Linked DNA regions of Triticum aestivum: region 2 is linked to region 1. Evidence: chromatin contacts called from public Hi-C data. All regions are on one chromosome and are shown on one strand. Each heading gives the region's core, a stretch centred on a gene start, on an enhancer-like site or on the middle of the called end of the contact. The rest is flanking DNA. Distances are from core to core; before and after follow the strand shown.

Region 1 (2,905 bases), core at 28-2,527:
AGTTTATCACAAAGAGAAAAAGGAATCAAATGCCAGGAGAGAATCATCCTCCTATACCAATCTGTACACCCAACTTCTTCTGTCCAGGCATGCGGCTCCAGTCCAGGTAGCTAGAGCTTATCGGCGATCCTGCCAAGAGCATCGGCGAGCCTGCCGAGCACCACGGCGAGGCTGTTGGCCTGCTCTCTCCTCTCCTCGCGGTCGCGCTCCGAGTTCATGTTCTGCGCCTCCAGCTGCGCCGTCATGATCTGGCTGTTCCGCTCTAGGATCTCCAGCAGCTTGTCTGCTATGCCTTCTGCTCTGGGCTCACTGTCGTTGCCGGTTCGCTGTCTCTTCTGCCCGCTCTGCTGCAGAGTCGGTGAGCCTCCTGTCTTGGTGCTGCCTTGATGCCCTCCTTGCCTGTCTTTTGTTGTGCCTTGCTGTGCGCTCTGTTGCCTTGATGCCTCCGAATTCTCGGAAATCGGCAAGGCGATGACCGCCGGCGGTGGTGCCGGCGTCGCCTCTGGCGTCTCAGCATCTTCCTCCTCCGAGAAGAGGACCTCCTCCCCGGCGGGCCGGCCACTGTCAAACACGGTCTCCACTGCCACTGCCACTGCCACCTCCTTCCCCTTCCCTCTCTCCTCTTCCTCCTCCCCCGTCTCCTCATCATCATCCTCCTCCATGCGCACCACCCCTACTTCCTCCACGGCGGCACCACCACCGGAGCTGCTGCCGGCGACGACCCCCCGACCTCGACCTTCGAGTATGCCGTACACCTCGCGGTCGAAGAAGCCAGGGAGCCGGCGCTCCCGCCTCGCGTCGTTGCGCATGGCCCAGAACGAGGGCTCCCGCGCGCCGGCGGCCGCCCGCTCCCACTCCTTTATCTTCTTCCAGTCCCCAGCGAGGTTGCTCCACCGCTTCCGGCACTGCACGGCCCCCCTCTCCACGCCATGCCGCCGGCAGTACTCCGCGACGGCGGCCCACTTGGGCTCCAGCGCCGCCGCCGCCCCCTCCCCGGTTGCCCCGGCCGCCGCCGCCGCCGCCAGGCGCCCCCTCCCGCCGCGCACGCCGCCGCGGACTTCAACCATGCGCTTGCCCTCGATGAGCACCAGTATCTCCTGCCGCGTCCAGCGGGGCAGCCTCGGGGCGCGCACCGACGGGTTGGGCGCCGCCGCGGCCGCCGCACCGGCGGGGTCGCCGGCGCTGGACATGAGGGGAACGGAGTGGGGAACGCGTGATTTGGTGGGCGCAAGTTTCTTTTAGGGATTGTGGGCGGAAGTCGATTTGACGGCGTTGAAGCGGGTGGTGTTTTTTCTTTTTCCTTTTGAGCGAATGAGCGAATGAAGCGGGTGGTGTAAAAGGGTCACGTGGGCCGGACCGGCTGTAAAAGGGCCTGACATGGCACGGCCCGTGTCGGCCCTTTCATAAAGAAAGAAGTATAGTTTTCACCCTCAAATCCTGTCCAATGTCTCCGTAACCCCCCAAAGTCGATTTTGGTCTGATTTAGACCCCAAAAATGTCAATACCGGTTTAATCTCCCCCTGAGTGGTTTAGTGTCACATCAAGAGTGGTTTTGCATCTGATTTTGCGATTAGGCACTGATTTGTCACTGACGTGGCGTGCTTATATGGCAGCTGGTCGCTGAAATAAGTGGGCGTTCGTCTTCGTCATGTTTCGCCTTCCTAGTGCAGACAGGAAACCGGAAAGGCCGCAGCGCCGCCATCCACACCTACTGCAATTGCGTCCCCGTCGTCGCCGGCGGCGGCCACCGTCTCTCTCACTTGACGTCACCTTAGCATGGGATAGAGGAAGCGCGCGGTCTGTCGTATTCCGCGGTTAGGGCTACGCTGCCCTCAATCGTCGCGAGTCCATCTTTGTCAGAATCAAGCGATGGCTTCAGGTATGCTTACCGTAGTAATGTTCGTGTTAAGGACGAGGCTTGATTGCATCATGTGTTCGTGATAGCTCTGTTGTTTTGATATTAAAATGGGCTAATTTGCAGATGGCCGGCCTGTTAATTTCAGAAATAAAGTAGATGAATTTGCATTGTGCTTGTACTGATGATTGTCTTATAGAAACAGAACGTGCAGATGACTGGCCTGTTAATTTCAGAAATAAAGTAGATGAATTTGCATTGTGCTTGTAGTGATGATTGTTTTATAGAAACAGAACGTGACGTTTTTGACCGAATTTGACTGCTGAAGAGTGTTAACTCTGAATTTTGACTGTTGTTTTAGTATACAGTATAAATACTCTGAATTTTGACAGCATTTGTACAGAACTTTTACTGTAATTTTAGTACTGCAGTATAACTAGTCTGAATTTGGACTGAATTCAGAGTAGTTTTAGTAGTTTTGAGTACAGTTTTGACTGCAGTTTCAATAGTGCAGTTGCATTTGACTACAGTTTTAGTAGTTTTGACTGTATTTTCAGTAGTTTTAGTAGTTTTGACTGCAGCTTCAAGTTTTGTACATGTCATTTATCTTCATGTACGTGTACACATGCTTGGTGTCATGGTTGTATATTTTTATTTTCTTGGTGCCATCTATTGTAACGTGATGTACTTTCGGGGTTTATCCCCGCTATTCTGGGAATATAATGAGGGTTTTAGTTTACCCAATTAAACTAGTGTATTTGGACAGAATATGGACTGAATTATGATTGCATTTGTTTACTCTGTAAGTATAACTGAGAAGAAATTTCATTCATTTTGCAGCTCGTTTGGATCTGCGAGATCCACTTGATTACTTGTTGACCAGATATCATTAAGCCGGCTCATTTGAGAGGAAAAATGGACAGGTTGACTACTCAGGAGAACTAGAGGCAGAGGTGTTTATGCTCAGTTATGAAGAATTGTGTGCTTACGCTGAGGAATTTTTTTTCTGAAAAATTCAATCTTCTGAACATCCTACAGACATTTTCTTAT
Region 2 (3,122 bases), core at 135-2,634, 280 kb after region 1:
AGGATTTAGCATCATCGAAAACAATTGTTGTTCTCCAAAGTTGTGAAGAGAAGAAAACATAGTAGCAATATGAACCCAACTCTGGAGCTTACCTATCAGCTGATCTCTTTCATGTATCAGCTTTTCCAAGAATCAATCTTCTGTGTTGGCCCTGTTACTCTGTTAGTTAATTCAAAATGGTACATAAGAACATAGCAAGATACACTGAATTTCACAAGCTTTATTTCCATCACTAGTCAGTAGTAGGGATGATTTACACCTTGGAGCAACATCTTACAAAATTTCCCTTGAAAAAACAGCTTCAGATCATCACAATCAGCTTAAGAATTTCACTTGAACACCAAGTGGACTGACTACAAACAAATCAAAACTCCCCGCAAAAGGGAAAGCAAACAAGATCCTATACACCTCATACAGACTAGGAAGACTGAAATTTCCGTAGCATTACATCCTCGAAGAACAGAGGATCGGAAGAAACGCCCTTGGATCGAATCGAATGCCTCATCTCGGGAGCGTGCTGTAGCCGTAGGTGCTGCCCATGAATGAGGAGACGGCGGCGTCCCCGTCGAAGGCGTCCCTCTCGTCGAGGTAGACGTTCATGCGGAAGGCGGCGTGCACGCCGATGAGGGCGGAGGCGAGGACGAGGGAGACGAGCAGGTTGAGCCCCGCGCGGGTGAGCGCGACGGCGAGCACGGTGGCGGCGGAGAGGACGGCGAGCACGACGCGGTCGTCGACGTCGCGGCCGAGGCAGACGAGCGGGCCCGCGTCCCCGCCGCGGCCGAAGTAGAGCGCGAGCCAGGCGACGAAGAGGGCGAGGAAGGCGAGCATGGAGCGCGGGCGGTAGACGAGGCCGAGGAAGACGAGGACGAGCGCCGCGAGCGCGTAGTTGGCGCGGAAGTAGGCGAGGTTGCGGCGGGCCCGGGCGCGCGCCTCGCCGCAGGTCTCCGGGCGCGAGAAGGCCGTGTGGTCCAGCACCTCCCGCCAGGCCCGCGGCCGGCCGACGGCCGCGGCGGCCGCGGCGCTGGCCCCCGCGCGCGAGAAGAAGGCCACCCCCGCCTCCGCCGCGGTCGCCGCCGGCGGGGAGGCGGGGGAGGAGGAGGGGGAGGGCGCCGCCTCGAAGCCGCCGTTCGCGTCGGGCCGCGGCGGCGGGGGCGGGGCCGGGACGGCGCCGTAGCGCGACCAGGAGGCCGTGGAGGAGGACATGGCGGAGGGAGGGACGAACCCTAGGTGGTGGCGGGGAGGGGGGATGGATCGGGGGATCGTGCTCGTGCCGTGATTGATTGCTGTTGCTGGCTGGCCTCGGTCGATCGATCGATCGGTTTTTGTCGAGTGGATCTGGCTGGCTGGCTGGCTGGACGGAGGAGCAGGGCAAAGGGAAAAGTTTGCTTTTGGGGATTTTTATGAACCCAATTGGCCAATTCGCGGGCTAATTTATTAATGGTGTATCGGAGCGACTGGTTGGGACGTCGGCAGATCCGATCGAGCGGCTGGGAATGGCTCCTTCGACAAACAAACACACGTCCATGTCACGGCTCATATGCAACAAGCCAGAATGTCCTAATCGCATTTAAGTAGACGTGTTAATTTGCGGCGTATTAGCGTGGAACGAGTACAGTGTGTTCACAACTTTCTGGCCGAGCATTCATGTTTTAGATTTAGTAATACAAAACTCCTATTCATAGCTAATTGTTTGGGGGGCAGCGCTACGCATCGGCCGGGTGATAATCTAAAAGGACCGACCGTCTTGGCAGCGTTGTATGGCGCCCCGAATAGCCATGAGTATCAACCTTTATAACAAGTTATTTGTGTTGGGCTCCGTCTTCTACAACAGGAGCCTTGTTGCGATCTCTCCATGAACCTTTATTTTTTCCTTTAAAACAAGATCTATGTTGAGCTCGGCCTTCTGCAACAGGAGCCCTGTTGCAATCTCTCTAAACCGGGTTTTTTTAAAAACAATACCCATGTTGCGGAAATGAACCGCGACCACCGTTGCAACATCACATGGGTTTTAAACACGTGTCCCTGTTTGCACATCATTGTAACAACACCAAATGTTTAAGAAACATAGCTCAGCTGCAAACCAGTGCAACAACACGCATGTTTCATAAACATAAGCCTTGTTGCAGAAGCTTGTCAGAGGAGCACCACCGATGTTATCGAAGCACGGACGCCGCTTTGCAACATCGATGGTCGGTTGCGGCGGTTGGCCTTTCTCGCAGCAACGCTTCTCGTGCAGGAGGTATGGTTGAGGATGGGAACGAAAATATAGGAGAAGGAAATGATCTGACTTTGCAATGGAGGGAACTGAGAGAGGGCATGAGGAAGAATTGAGAGATGAATAAGGAGAGAAGATAAGATGGGCTAGGGAAGAGAGGGGTAAGGTTGGATGAGAGAGAGAGAGAGGGGCGTCTCCATGGGCCCACGAGGACACACGTCGTTTGGACGACGAGGCCGAAGCGCCCTAGCAACCGCCGAATGATTGCTAGTGTTTTCGTTTCTTCATTGTGAAAATCTTCATCCAGCTCCAGAGTGGCGATGCAATGAAGAATCGGTGCTTCTATAAATTTTGGTGTAGTGATGTCATGAAAGCATCGGGGCGACCTACACGACACCTACCTACATGGTCCTACGCCACCACGCCAACTACCGAACGAGATGAAGATGTGAAGATTTATGCATCCACATTCAAACAAAACCAAAACAATCGGCCCTGGAGTCCATTTTCTCAATCTGCATTAATTGTAGCTTCATGTATTGGTGAATGATCTGGCTTCAAACAATGCAAATCAATCATATTCATATCCACGTACGCTGCAATCCTCTGGGTTGTCACAACAGGGTTCATCGTAGGTTTTGAATTTATAGTCTCACTTCGAGAATCTCAAATATGCCAACAGACCACTCCTACAACCACACTTTGTACCACATTGTTGCGATTGAGAAGGTCAAACAACCGTTGTTTAGCATTATGAAAGAAAAAAAATGTTTCGACCGAATACCAAACTTCTCCTCAATCCCGTTTTAGATAGTCGCAGCAAAGGGGCACGTAAAAAAGAATGCTCAACATGTCGGAGTGTATATGCATAAAAATCTGTAAATTAGGAGAAGTGCATATGCATAAA

What was found. Hi-C and Micro-C count contacts between places; a contact is called where the count stands out from the background.
Region 2: a contact with region 1 is called in a Hi-C map of leaf, with 2.7 times the contacts expected there. The contact joins the promoter of LOC123108058 here to the promoter of LOC123105431 in region 1. A contact is called at or near these places in 3 of 5 Hi-C or Micro-C datasets (all in leaf).

The regions. Positions count from the first base shown.
Region 1 is chr5A:625,067,892-625,070,796 of IWGSC CS RefSeq v2.1, forward strand. It overlaps LOC123105431 (trihelix transcription factor ASR3), which reads right to left and starts at 1,278. Exons shown (of 1, transcript XM_044527491.1): 1 at 1-1,278. The coding sequence starts at 1,190. The coding sequence ends at 111.
Region 2 is chr5A:625,343,073-625,346,194 of IWGSC CS RefSeq v2.1, forward strand. LOC123108058 (PRA1 family protein E) reads right to left here and starts at 1,385. Exons shown (of 1, transcript XM_044529917.1): 1 at 201-1,385. The coding sequence starts at 1,203. The coding sequence ends at 502.